Linked DNA regions of Sus scrofa: region 2 is linked to region 1. A link is a contact called in public Hi-C data. All regions are on one chromosome and are shown on one strand. Each heading gives the region's core, a stretch centred on a gene start, on an enhancer-like site or on the middle of the called end of the contact. The rest is flanking DNA. Distances are from core to core; before and after follow the strand shown.

Region 1 (7,216 bases), core at 3,432-5,931:
TCCCCATTGACTGTTTTTCTTCCAGAGTTCATTTTAGAGCTGCTGAGAGATTTGTGCTTTCAGATTGCCTGTTTGCGTTTGTGTCTTTTGTCCTGTGTCCCAGTCTACCCAAGGAGCCATGGTCATCAAGACACTGTTTTATGACTTTAGTGTCCTGCCTGAGACACGGGGTGATCACTCATCCTCAATATGACCTCACGAAGTCCTTGGGCACTGGAGATCAGGGCCTAAAGACAATATTACACTCCCACTGAAATCATTATCCCCAAGAGCTAAAGATGGAAATTTGCCAAGAGAAGGATCACAGTGATGGTTTAAGAAATGAAGCCTCAGACTTGATTGTCTCTTTCCTTGTAGGGACGTTGCTTTCAGCTTATTTTCTTAGCATTAGAATAGGCCATCCAAAAGATTGAAACAGCCATGGAGGGACATTCAGATGGTTAGAGGACCGTGTTTTAGACTGTGCCATCTAAGGTTTTGGGAGAGCAGAGGGCCTTCAACCTTGTCCTACTCCCTCACTCCCACCCCACCCCTGCCCCAGTCCAGTGGGACTCAGTCTTGTCCTAATCATAGGTTTCCCTGACAAGAGGCTCTGGTCAGTTGGAACAGCATAGTAAGCGGCCGCGGGAGGTCGATGTTCAATCCACAGAGTTCACTGTCATGGCAAAGAATGGATTTTCTCCCAGGGCTCACTTAGCAGTACTGGTGGGTGATGAAGTCTGACTACTCATGCATTCCAGAACTTCTGGGAAAGCCTTAAGGAAATGGCTTTCACAAACACATGCCCTAGAGGAGAAAGCTCTTGGATTTCATTAAATCAGAACTTAGTCCTGGACATTTTTTTGTCTTCTCTGACCTAAGCAGTTGGGAGCACCTACCTTTGGACATTTAATTTATGACCCCAATTGAACCATGTCCTGGTTGTGCATCTGAGAAGGATCGTTTCTGTTGAAACTACCCAGAGAGCTAGAAAGGAATTCTGTCCTTTTTTATTTTGCTCAACATACCTCCTCCAGTTTCCTCCTTGTGGCTAAACACCCCGTAGGAAATCTGCATATATCTTACAGAGTCATTTTTACTTTGGTCTTTACTGAAACTGGGGAGGGGACTAGATGGTGCAGCAAGAGCGTTAGGAGAGCCAAAGATTCTTCTTCCCTGCGGTTGAGCGAGCCCCTTCCTTGGAGGGAGTTAGCTGCAATCCTGCCTGGGGATTAACTTCTGGGGGCTCTACCAATTCCACATATCATGATCATTTCATGTTTCGAGGGTACCTACAGAGGCAGCCCAGTGTGGTAGAGCATCCAGTGGGTATTGAGAGACCTGGACCCTAGTATTAATAATAGCTAACATTTATTGAGCATACCAAGTGCTAGATTCAGTCTTAAGCACTTTACATGGATTATCAATTTATTGTCCTCTTTTACAGACGTGGAAACTGAAGCATAGAATGGTTAGAGATTTTACCCAAGGTCACACAATTGGGAAGTGGAAACGGGATTCAAATCCTACTCTGGAGCCTGTGTGTTTCACCCCTCTGAGTACAGTTATGTGACCCTGGAAAAGTCATTTCAACTTTTGGGGCTCATCTGTGAACTATAACCTGAGGGAGTTTATATGGTTATCTTCTGATGGAGTTTCCACTTTCAATTACGTCTATGAATTAAATGCAGCTATATTATTTTATTCTTGTGATTATGTGAAAGCATAATGTTTCAGCCTAAAAATGTATCTAATTGGGAGTTCCTGTTGTGGCACAGAGAAGCGAATCCGACTAGGAACCTGAGGTTTCAGGTCTGATCCCTGGCCTCGGCTCAGCGGGTTAAGGATCTGGCATTGCTGTGGCTTTGGTGCAGGCTGGCAGCTGTAGCTTTGATTAGACCCCTAACCTGGGAACCTCCATATGCCACAGCTGCAGCCCTAAAAAGCAAAATAATAATAATAATTTATCTAATTGATTTGACAACTGATTATCTTACACCTGCTGTGTACAAAGCAGTGGACTGGGCACCCTGGAAGATAGAAAGATGCCTTAAAAGTTGTAACCTGTCTCTTTCATTATTTTAGCTTTGGTACTTTTTTTAAGATTCAGTTCTTTAGATAATTAAACTGGAATCTAATGAAGAAACCAATTGTGTTTCAAAAGACAAATTCTGGGACAGGTATTGGGTCTCAGACTGTGTCAGGTTTCTGATATTTTCTTTTAAAATGTGACTCTGGTCGCTGAGAGAATTTAGCTACACATTCTCTTCTGAGTGAAGAAGCAACTGGTGAGTTTTTAGTTTTATGGTACTGAGAAGCTCAAGGGATTCTTTAAAAATGAAATGTGATGGCTCTGGGAGTCACTTATACCGAAGCAGTATCATTATCACTTGAAATATCTATTAGTAACTTAGAAAGGCAAGTTCAAAGAAAGGATGTGCTATGTAATAGCAAGATCTTTTGAAATCCCATTTCTGTTTCTGGCAAGCTAGATTCAGCTTGCTCTGGAGTTAGGTTAAGTGTGGAAAGCTCTTGGCTGAGATTGAAAAAGAAATTGATCTTGAACTAGAAAAGCAGCTTAAGAAATTCCATTTCTAGTAATATTTTTGAGTCTGGAAGAGTTGCATGCGGATAGGCTCAAACATCAGCTTAATGTCGATCTTTCTCAGTAGATTATAAACTTTTAAACTATTTTGTATACATCTATATTTTCCATTAAACTGCAAGTGCTTAACACATCATAACATTCAGTAAATATTTGCCATGGACTTTTTATTGATCACTCCTTAAAATTCAGCATTTCCCCCTTGCCAAGATCTAGTAATTGAACCTACTTCAAAACATGCCATCAGCCACCTTAAAGGCCACGTTACTTAACACGTGTCTTGGTTGGTGGGCTTCAGTCAGTAACCAACTCTTTTCTTTAGTAATTCCGCAATTACAGTGTGCCCAGTCTTTTTAGGCCTGTGTATAATGACTCATTATTGATGAGTTGTAAAAGGAATTTAGTGAATTATGACTAAATGGAGGAGACAAGAATAGGAAACATCAGAATACAGTGTAAACAAAAAGTACTTTTACTGTAGACACAGATATTACATTGGATTGAAATTTCAAAAGTGTGGGTTTTTTTTCTTTTGTCTTTTTAGGGCCACACCTGCAGCATGTGGAGGTTCTCAGGCTAGGGGTCCACTCCGAGCTACAGCTGCCAGCCTACGCCACAGCCACAGCAACTCCAGATCCAAGCGGCGTCTGCAACCTACACCACAGCTCACGGAAACGCCGGATCCTTAACCCACTGAGCAAGGCCAGGGATCGAATCCACATCCTCATGGTTCCTAGTCGGATTCATTAACCACTGTGCCACGATGGGAACTCCTGAAGTGTATTTTTTTTTTTAAATCCTATTCTGCCTTATCTTCAGAAGGTAAAAGCACTTCAAATGTCCCTCTTGAGGCAGCTCCCAGCCTGCCTTTCTATAAAAGTCTTGCAATTCAGTGTATTTGTATTTTATGCTCCCGTGGGCTCCTCAGAGTATATAACTAGAGCACAGGCCTGCTAGAGCCATCATACGCTATCCTTTATTTTTTTCTTTTTTTTCGTTTTTTTGGCCATACCTGCAGCATGCAGAAGTTCCTGGGCCAGGGATCGATTGAACCTATGCCACAGCAGTAACCAGAGCCACAGCAGTGACAATGCTGGATCCTTAACCCACTAAGCCACCAGGAAACTCACATCATGGGGATTTTTGAGTGAAAGCGGTATAGAAAGAGTCCCCTTGCATAGATAGAAGTAGCTTGGCCCCAGAGGAATCTAGAAGTCCCTCCTGAGTTTTGACGCGCATGATCACACCCCCTGTACCCCTGCAGCCGCATCCTGCACCACCTGTTTGGATGGGCTGAGTTGGGTTGGGGAGGGGCCAGACACAGTGCCCATTGTCACCAAGCACTGACCCTGGTGCCAGACAGCCACTCCTTTTAGCCTCGTCCTGCCCACCAAAAGCACTTCAGGCAAAGCTCCAGCTCTTCAAACTTGGCCTCTTTGAAGTGGTGATCCAATGCCTCTGACACTGTCACTCTACATCTGGTGACACTTCTGCTGCTGCCAGAGCCTTGTATAGCGTTCACCTCTCTTTCCCCTGAAATCTGTAAATGTAAATCCGATTTGAAACTAGGTTTTCTTTCTTAACAGTTGCCCTCAGAAGTGCCTTTGGGGTAGGGAGGGGGTGGGGCGCTGGCAGAGAGAGATATATGCCCTTGAAAATTGGATTCTTTTTTAGAAAACTGCTGACACAGGCTAATCGGCAGAGAACTAAATGACCCTACTGTTTCTACCTGCTGACAGGCTCAGCCTTGGGACAGGGCTGAAATGAGCTCTCACCACACAGCAGAGACAGGCCTCCCCCCCCTTTTTTCTAATACAAATAAGGGGTAATTCTGTGCCTGTCAAATAATACAGCTCTGTAGTATAGATGGCCATTAAACAGCCCCTTCTCCCTAACTCGGAAAGCACACGCATGCTGAGCCAAGTACCTAGAGTATCATTTAGTAGGTAATCTCTGATGAGAGTTAAAAATGTCTTCATTAGCGGTGTTCTTTGGGAAAAGCTAATAGACAAACCCATCCAAGCTCAGGCTACGTCTCGCTCCAAAGATGAGTGACCAGCCTCGTGTCCCGACATCCTGCTCAGGCCACGGAACCTCACGTTTCCTTATATTTCTGCTGCTCTATCCTTTCTGGGAGTGAGGAGGTTCCGGAATGTGACGGTCTTGGGGAAAGGAGGCTGTGTGTTTCGGTTCTGTCGTCCATTGCTGTTATCTGTTGGAAAAGGAGGGTTCCCTGCCCCTTTGGTAAATAAGCACACAGCTGGCAGGAGCTGTTGCAATCTCACTGCCTTCCGATCAGCCCCGCCCCGGCAGCAGGCAGAGTGCCCCCCACCCAGCCCCCCCAGAAACTCACTGGCCAAATGGTTGTGGTGAGTTTCAAAATAAAAGCTCCTGCCTGCGCACCCCATGGCACTTCCTCTCTCAGAGAACCAGCATTGTTTAACTGTGCCACATCTCTGGTCTAAATTTAGGCATCTTTTTTTTTTTTTTTTCCAGGCAAAGATTACTATGCAGACATTTAAGAGCAAAACTTTGCCCAAAGTAATTTTTTCCCTCGACTTCTTTTTGGTTTCCTGCGATGTTTAGATGACTCATTCTCTTCCAAGAAATTTTAAAGAAAAGAGATGCAGGCTGTGTGATATGCATCAAGACTGCTCTGTAAATTCTCTTTCTCTTCCCTGCCGAGAGACCCCTTGCTGTTTTTTATAGGAAGCGGAAAGGCTCCAGAGTCTGCATTGTCATGGACTCGGCCCCTTCAGGTCCTGTTGTTCCCAGGCATAAACGTCCCCCTTGTCTTTGGGTGGAGCTCCCTTGTAGCTTCCCAGCTTTGACAACTGCTCCACAGCAGTGCGGAAGCCGTTTTTGGGGTCACTGGGGCCACCCTCACCCCCAGAGGCACACAGTCAAGGTTTCTGAAATAGAGAACGGTGACCTTTTATCCTCTAGGAAAGGAGAGGTACAGACCATTGCCTGCCTCTCTTCTCAGAGTCAGAATTGCACAAACGCTGGGGGCTTTAGCATAACTGTGACCAGGCTAGCAACACGTGAGTTCCCAGCCCAGCCCTTAGCCAGAGGGAGAATAAGTCAGAATCACTTCTGCAGCCTGTTCAAATAAACAGGGATAATAGTTGAGTCGGTCCTTTTCCAACAAATCAGTCCTCGAAAGGAAACACCTGCCTGGGCTTCATTGCTGTTTTATTGGTTATGCTTTTTCTCCCGCTCCTCTTCCCACCTCCTCTGGGGCTAAGGTTATTGCAATCGGGGCTAAGCAGCAGGGTAGAGGGATGGGAGCTTCCTCCTGTAACCTCTGCCATTTAAACACAGGGAGGTGTAAGGGAGGCTGGCAGGGGGCGCTGGCCTGGAGGCAGGAGGGCAGGGCATTTGGAAATGTTGCTCACGGCCACTTTCTGGCCTCGGTGCTGACTCTGGAGCTGGTGGGTGTGTCGTTTCCCTTCACCTCACCTCCTCTGACCTCTGCTGCTTTAGTGGAGCTCAGCTCTCCTCATCATGGGAATATGAGGTCCTGCATGAGAGGCCTTTGCTCTTGTGGTTTCTTCTAGTGGTTGACGGCATTGCATGAGAGTCATTTGGGAAGAGTAAATTTAAGACCGGCAAGGGACTCCTGAAGCCAGCCAGCATTTTGTAGAGCAGCTCTGTCCCCAGAACTTGCTCAGTATCTTCTGCTCTGTGGAGGGAGACCAACCCATGAGACATGGAAGTGGGTGGTATTTGGGTCTGATACAGACTCAAGAAGCCAGGTGAAGGATCACGAAGAATTATGATTGAATGGCAGACGTTGCGAAAGACCCTGGGAATATTTAAGCCGAAGACTTTCATTTTATAAAAAAGAAAACAGAGGTCCAGCGAAATGGCCCAGGTTGTCCTCCAAAGTTATCTTCTTGATGGTGTGAGAGCTGGAAATAGAAGAGTCTTGTGATTGCTGATTCAGGGCTCCTTTCATCCCTCTCCACACGGCCAGGTGTAAAAATTCATATCTACTTGCAACAAAGGTCACACATATGTTATGTTCCATAATTAATTCCTCAATAGAAAAACGGTAAAGCGTAAAAGAAAAGTGAAAGTGACTGGTTAACATGGGAGAAAAAAAAAGTTTCGGGCTCCCTAGAGTCAAAGAACTGTAAATTAAAATAGGATACCATATCAAACTGTTCAGACCCAAGAAAAGTAAAAAAACATTCTCATATGCTTCTGGGGGGATTTTATATGGGTCCATTTTTTTTTTTCTCGAGGGCAGTTAATGGTATAAATTAGCAGTCTGACTCAGCAGTGTTACTTCTAGGAGAAAATGATGACAGGTTTGTGCATAGGTTATATACAGAGTAACTAAATACAGCATGTTTTATTATAAAAATTTGTAAGCAAAGTAAATGTCCAAGAATTGGACATTATATCAATGTACATCAATATAATCTATTGTAATTATAGAAGAATAACATGTAGGGGAATGTTCACAATAGACCTCGAGGGGGGAAAGTTATAGTGTGTATAATGCAATTCCAATCCCATAAAAGTCATAGAGAGATTAGAAAAATGTACAACAAAGTTTAAAAAAAAGAAAAATGTATAACAAAGTTTAGAGTAGTGATGTTTTAGGGGTAGGAATTAAGGGTT
Region 2 (7,216 bases), core at 1,525-4,024, 99 kb before region 1:
GGTCAGGTTGCATTTAAAAGCACGGAGTGGGAAGCTTTTAGGTGAGGCCTTGTAAAATTGGTCACATTTGTGCTAAGATTTGTGCAAAGATTTGAAGGATGAGAGGGGGCAAGTGGATACTGGGGAAAGAGCTTTCCAGGAGGGGGAACAGCCAGCACAGAGCCCGTAGGGCAGGGCTCTGAGCCCCAAGTGTGCTTGGTGTATTTGAGGAACAGCAGGGAGGCCTCTGTGGCTAAAGCAGAGTGGTCTCTTGGGGTTGGAGAGGAATAGGAGATGAGGTCCTAGAGGAGGTCCTGTAGGGAAGCTGATGTTTGAGCATTTAGTTGTGTCATGTAGGCCACTGGCTTTTACTCTAAATATCTGTGTGTATATCTGCATCTGTACCTCTCCATCTCCATCTCCATCTCCATCTTCATCTCCATCATCTCCATCTCCATCTTCATCTCCATCATCTCCATCTCCATCTCCATCATCTCATCTCCATCTCCATCTCCATCTCCATCACATGAGGTACCAGCAGATCTTATGGTTTTGTATCTATGCCATTCCTTAAGGTCTCTCTAGGAATTTGGGGTTGGGAAGGGAGATTGATTCTGAGGGAAGATATAGAGAAACTTGCACTAAAACCTGGGCTTTTGGGGGGTTTTGGTTAGGTTTTGTGGGGTTTTTTGCTTCTTAGGGTCACACTTGTGGCATATGGAGGTTCCCAGGCTAGGGATCCAGTTGGAGCCACGGCTGCTGGCCTACACCACAGGCACAGTAATGCCAGATCCAAGCCATGTCTTCGACCTACACCACCACTCACGCAACGCTGGATCCTTAACCCACTGAGCAAGGCCAGGGATTGAACCCTCCATCTCATGGTTCCTAGTCAGATTCATTAACTACTGAGCCACGACGGGAACAACAAACCTGGGCTTTTTTGAGATGCAGTCCATTGGTAAGATTCCTCCCTCCCACCCTTCCCTGGCCCACAGAACACGAAGTCCACATGTTTCTCTTTTTTTTTTTTTTTGTCTTTTGTCTTTTTTTTTTGTTGTTGTTGTTGTTGTTGCTATTTCTTGGGCCGCTCCCGCGGCATATGGAGGTTCCCAGGCTAGGGGTTGAATCGGAGCTGTAGCCACTGGCCTACACCAGAGCCACAGCAACGCGGGATCCGAGCCGCGTCTGCAACCTACACCACAGCTCACGGCAACGCCGGATCGTTAACCCACTGAGCAAGGGCAGGGACTGAACCCACAACCTCATGGTTCCTGGTCGGATTCGTTAACCACTGCGCCACGACGGGAACTCCACACATGTTTCTCTTAACCCCGCTTCTCCCCTTCTTCTGCTTCAAGAATCTCACATATGATTTTTGGCATATTTGGTATAATTTTAGTTAGTTTCTCAAGGTGTTACCTTACTGTTAACCCTCTTACCCCAGAGAGCATTCTGAAACTTTTTTTTTTTTGGCCATGCCTGCAGCATGTGGAAGTCCCGGACCAGTGATCAGACCCATGCCACAGCAGCAACCTGAGCTGCTGCAGTTTTAACACCATATCTTTAACCCGCAGCATCACAAGAGAGCTCCCTGAAGCACTTTTCTGTACCACTGGCATGATACTTTCTAATTCTGGACAGGAACTTTCTAGAAGCATTTAAGTGAAGAAATTGATGGGAAAGCCTTTTGAAACTCAGACTCCAGGAAGAGATGGTTAGGCTGCATCACTCTCTTCATTACCCACCTTCATTCCCAGAAAAACACAGCCAGAGCATCACTGTCGAGTTGTTTCACTGGGGGGGACGTAGTTCTCTCTTGGCTCAGTTGGATATTAGGAATATCTGGATCCCGTCTAACTCTGACCTTTGTACCAAGTCCCTCTGTTTATGCTGAGAAGCCCAGTGATGGCATGGTTTTCCACAGGAAGATTGTGGCGTGGCATGGTTTGTTCTAGATGAGGATTTCATCTTATGTACCTGATTTTCAATGTGTTTTAGTTTCAAGAGCTGTTGTGTTATTGCCTCAAATCTCCAAATAGATTTTGAAAACACTGACCAGAGACTTATCCACAGATAGGTTTGACTGTGTTTTTGACTCCCAGATTGTAACCCCTTTACCAAGCAGGTTGTGAAACCAATTCTGTCAACCACTCACTACCTCTTTGGAAATGTAAATAAAATAGCATTTAAAAAAAGGAGGGGGGGATAGAAACTATCAAAGTGCATTGGATGTAGAAAAGGTAAATATTGCATCAATTTTTTTTTTAGTTGTGTGTGTGTGTATTGGGTCACAGTGTAACATGTATTCTCATGATAGGTCATAATCAGAAAAATTAAAACATTGCTTTAGCCTACCCTAAAGTTGTATTTGCTTATTATGAGACTGGTGAAGAGAGAGAAGTGGTGCCTTGGAAGGTGCTAGCTTTGTGAGATAGAAGTTGAAGTTGGGGAGTTCCCATGTGGTGCAGCAGGTTAAGGACCTGGCATTGTCACTGCAGTGACTGGGATCGCTGCTGTGATGTGGGTTCAGTCCTTGGCCGGGGAACTTCCACATACTTCAGGCACAGCCCCCACCCCCACCCCCGCAAAAAAAGAAAGAAAGAAAAGAAAAAAAGTTGACATTGGAATGACAGTTCTTAGTTAAAAAGGAACCTGGATTTGGGCTGATTATTCTTCTATGAAGTTAGACATTATTGCGCCAGAACATTATGCTGTTCAGGTCAACAGGAACTAAGCTGGTTGTTTCTCTCCACACAAAGAGTTGTGCAATTTCCAGTGGGAACTCCCGCTGGAGGTGGAGAGGGAAGGGGAAGGAAGAGGGGAGAAAGAGGTAATTAGGCTGAAGTCCTCATTGTGAGTCTGGCTGCCCCAGGATCTGCACGTAGTTAACTCTGGGGCTTTGTCGGAATCTGCCAAAGATTCGTTGTGGAAGACAGGGAAAGCATAACTCATTTCCATTTATTTCAATTCAACATTTATGCCAACGCTGTGCTAGGTGCTGGGATGTAACAATGAATAAGACATGGTCTCAGACTTGGGGCGCTCCTAGCCTGGCAGCAAAGACAGATGTAAATTGCTAATTACCACACATTGTGTTGAGTGTCATAGTACAGACTGTGTGTAAAATGCTCCGGCATAGAGCTTAGGAATTAGAGGAACTGTGCTCCCAGCCTTTCCTATGGAGAACTCTGCCATTTCATGATAAAGAGCTAGAATAGGGGTTTCTTTTCTAAAAGTTGCAGAAGTCACTCTATTGGAAAGGAAAATGAAATTTCTAAGGGAATGGGGTTCATCCAGTCAGGCTACTGTGTAATTTCATGTCTTTTACTCTAAACATTATGTTCATATTTTCAAAAATATTTTAAAAGGTAAATTTGGACAGAATCTCTGCCTAAAAGTCTGGAGCTGCATTAAATAATTTAAGGTGATTTTCTAGAATGTCCTTTAAAAACCCTGACGACCAAAACAATAGGAACTGGATGTTTTTCTCGGATAGAACCCACAGCACAATGCTTTTACTTTCTCTTTGATGTTTAAAATCGGCAGTAACTTTTGGGGACATATAAAATCATGACTAATTCAACAACAACAACAAAATACAAAGCGGAGTTCCTGTCGTGGTGCAGCGGAAACCAATCTGACTAGGAACCATGAGGTTGCAGGTTCGATCCCCGGCCTGGTTCAGTGGGTTAAGGATCCAGCATCGCCGTGAGCTGTGGTGTAGGTTGCAGACGCGGCTCAGATCCCCTGTTGCTGTGGCTCTGGTGTACGCTGGCAGCTGTAGTTCCGATTCGACCCCTCGCCTGGGAGCTTCCAAAAAAAAAAATACAATGCAAGTTGCAGATCTAGAACCCCAGTCTCCCAAATGCAGGCTAATTTACTCAGCTGCAGGTGGACCAAGCCTGCCCCATAACTGTGGAAACAGACTGAATCAAGAGCAGAGTTTTAATGTCTTTAGTTTGTATTTTATTTGCTTTAGTTTTTTTTGTGTTTGTTTTTTGTGGAGTTTTTTGGTTTTGGTTTTGTCTTTTTTGCCTTTTCTAGGGCCGCACTAGCGGCATATAGAGGTTCCCAGGCTAGGGGTCGAATCGGAGCTGTAGCCGCCGGCCTCCACTACAGCCACAGCAATGCCAGATCCAAGCCGCATTGGTGACCTATCCACAGCTCACGGCAATGCTGGATCCCTAACCCATTGAGGCCAGGGATCGAACCCACAACCTCATGGTTCCTAGTCGGATTCGTTAACCCCTGAGCCACAATGGGAACTCCCTGTTGTTGTTGTTTTGTTTTGTTTTGTTTTTTGTCAGCTGACTTTACTTTGAATTTTGTTCCTGCTGACAAATTGTGAATACACACCCATCTATGGGTTTGAACAGTGGCATGTTTTTTCAGGGGTGTGCAGTGAGATCAGACGGCCTTTTAACTGTACATTCTGAAGCATTTACTTCTTCTTGTCTGTGGGATTGAGTCAAAGCAGCTGGTAAAATCCTTTCCACTTAATTGTTTGAGACGTGGCCTTCAAACGGTGTGAGGTGGGTAGGCAGAGGATAAATACTAATCGCAGTTTCTCAGACAAGGAAAGTGAAACCCAGAAACCCAAATCTCACTCATGCAGATACCCTGCTGCCGCCTCTCATGTCTAAATGATGCTACAGATCTATTCAAAAGATCAGAGCCGGTGGTGGTTTTTTGGCTGATACTTGGACAGCCAGGCTCTTTGTGTTTTGTGGGGCATTTGCATTTTGCTTTCTTTGGAGTATTCAGGTTGAGGGAGCCATTATATGAAGAGTCTCAAAAGCCTTGAACCCTCCAAAAATAAAAAGTCTCACATTTCCTTTCTACTTTGGCTCTCTGTTGGAGTGGAACACTTAGGTCATTAAAAACACTGTAGTTTGCTTATCTAATTTCTACTCCATGTGTTAATGGTTTCCCATTGCTCTGAGGAAAAATTCCGCTCTTCTTCAGACTATTTGCAGTACTCTCCAGGGCTTGACCCCTGCCTCTCGTTTTAATCACTCTCATCTTTTCTCACCCTCTCACTTAAACTCTATATTCTTTGGCTTCTCTGAATTTCTCAGATTATTTCAATTCCTTGCACGTGGCTTTCTCTGTCTGGCCTCTGGGCCTTTGCACATGCTGTTCCCTCTGGGCTGGAGTACTTTTCCTGCTTCTTCCTTTGGTTTACCCTGATTCTCCATGCCCTAGACCAGGCTAGGCTTGTCTACTGCATTTTCCTACTGTACCCTTTCTCCCGATTCTGGGCTCTTCACACTGCAATAACTTAGTCTTTCTCTGAGAGATTAGCTTCCTTGAAAAGGCAGGCTGAGGGTCAAGAGAAATGAAATTGGTTAAAATTCCTGGAATCTGACCAAAAAGACTTCTATATGAGACTAGCATTTTGCAACATTTTCAAATTTATGAACTCCTTTCAGAGTAAAATAATTTGCGAACCTCTTCAAGAATTTAAAAAACAATCTTGTTACTTTTTGAACTATGATAAAGAATTGAATTTAGGTAAAGTGTTTTCTTTTATATCAACATTATTGCAATTATAGTGTGCAGTTTATTTTAACATGGACTTAAAAATTTAATAGCCTCCATTATATATAAAGATAATTTTTCTCATTTAGCAAGTGATGTGCGCAATTTAATTTATTAAATAAATTATGAAAGAAGGCGTGTGATTTGTTAAAACACATTTGAAGATAAAAATATCGTGCTTAATTTGGGACCAACTTCATTAAAATGTGGTTGGAAATTTAGTGACTTGCTAATACATTTTTTAAAAATAAGGTGGAGTTCCGTTGTGGTTCAGCAGTTTAAGGATCTAGGGTTTTCACTGCTGTGGCTTTGTTACTACCGTAGCACGGGTTCAATCCCTGGCCCAGGAACTTCTGCATGCTTTGGCCTGGCCAAAAAAAGAGAGAGAGCAACTTGATTTCTTGACCTAATGTTTGGAATTTTTGTATTTTGGACTCTAAAAAAAAATGACTTAAGTGTCGTTTTAAAATTTTATTTCTAAATGCGGGATACCATCAATGGTTTTAACTACATATTTCCCACTGCTGCTTCCTTCATCATCACAAAAAGAGCAGAAGAGGTAGGTAACACTGGAGTTGAGCATGTAAAGGCAAGACACTGAAACCATGGCCTGGCTGCTCATACCTTGACGTTGCCATTGGGCCCCAGTGCTCAGTGACAGGGGAGTGGCCCTCTGATCTCCATTTTCCTCAGAGCCTCTTAGGAGTGGAGGAAGCAGTTCATTCCACTTACTGAATGACACTGCTGGCTGTTGCTGTGGGTTGGTTGGAGGGACAGGAACTTTTCCTGGGGGCATGTGTGTCACGGGCTCATGGGGGCCCTTTATCGTCTTCTCACTGGCCCCTGTGATTCTGTGACCCTGATTATTACATGTTCAGAAGTGTCTCGTTATTTGAAAGTGACGTTTTTATTTTCTATGTATGTATTACCTAAGACCATCACGCTGTAGTTTGCAGGATGCTAACAGACTCTGGCATCTAGATTATGGCAGCAATATTGAAAAAGTATTACAGTGGTAAGTGATAGTTAGGAAAACTGTGCCAATTTTCATCTCACTTGGGAGCCTTGCCTTTGTACTCGTTGGTCAGCCCTAGGCAGTTAAAACTTTGGTTCCAGTAAAGTTTCCTCCTAAAAAGTTTCATTAATTATGAAAAATACCCTGTGGGCATTACATTGTGAACTCTTTGGCGGCTCTCATAAATAATGGGGCAAAAACACTTGTCAAAATATAGCAGAGCTGATTAGATAATGCATCCCTCCTTTGATTTTTGCTTGGTTTTCTCTTTTAACATTTAAAGGAGTAGCTGTGGTTTGCTTATAAAATAGGAAAGGCTCATTAAAAAATCCAAGCAAAACTGAAAAGTACATAGAAGACTGCAATAAAATGCTGCAACTTCCATGACACCAAAAGAGATCTACATGCATTCATTCGATGAATATTCCTTGAGTGCTTTACTATGCATTTGGCGCTATGGCACCAGAGATCAGCAGGAAACAATGTGAAGTCCCTGCTGTCATGGGGCTTAAGTTCTGGTGGGAGAATAAGCTGATAAATAAACTCTTAAATAGATTTATAAGTGTCTTAAAGAAAAATAAAAGGGGCTAAGGGCATTGATAGTGTCAGGGGCTCTTTCAAATGGAATGGCCACAAAGGTTGCTCTGACAAGGCAACGTTTGGACAAAGAATTGAGTG

What was found. Hi-C and Micro-C count contacts between places; a contact is called where the count stands out from the background.
Region 2: a contact with region 1 is called in a Hi-C map of liver, with 1.9 times the contacts expected there. The contact joins two enhancer-like sites. A contact is called at or near these places in 3 of 47 Hi-C or Micro-C datasets (alveolar macrophages, embryonic fibroblasts and liver) and 2 of 2 datasets of contacts at active chromatin or transcription factors (alveolar macrophages and skeletal muscle).

The regions. Positions count from the first base shown.
Region 1 is chr9:67,018,885-67,026,100 of Sscrofa11.1, forward strand. All of the region lies in intron 4 of SRGAP2 (SLIT-ROBO Rho GTPase-activating protein 2), which reads left to right. Among named protein-coding and RNA genes, the nearest start is that of IKBKE, 100 kb to the right of the region's middle. Within about 2 kb of position 4,682, at least 52 of the 83 cell types and tissues checked have an H3K27ac peak or open chromatin away from gene starts, as enhancers often do. A contact at or near this core is called in alveolar macrophages and liver, where this site is marked.
Region 2 is chr9:66,921,802-66,929,017 of Sscrofa11.1, forward strand. The region is part of intron 2 of SRGAP2 (SLIT-ROBO Rho GTPase-activating protein 2); the gene reads left to right. Among named protein-coding and RNA genes, the nearest start is that of FAM72A, 86 kb to the left of the region's middle. Within about 2 kb of position 2,775, at least 11 of the 83 cell types and tissues checked have an H3K27ac peak or open chromatin away from gene starts, as enhancers often do. A contact at or near this core is called in alveolar macrophages and liver, where this site is marked.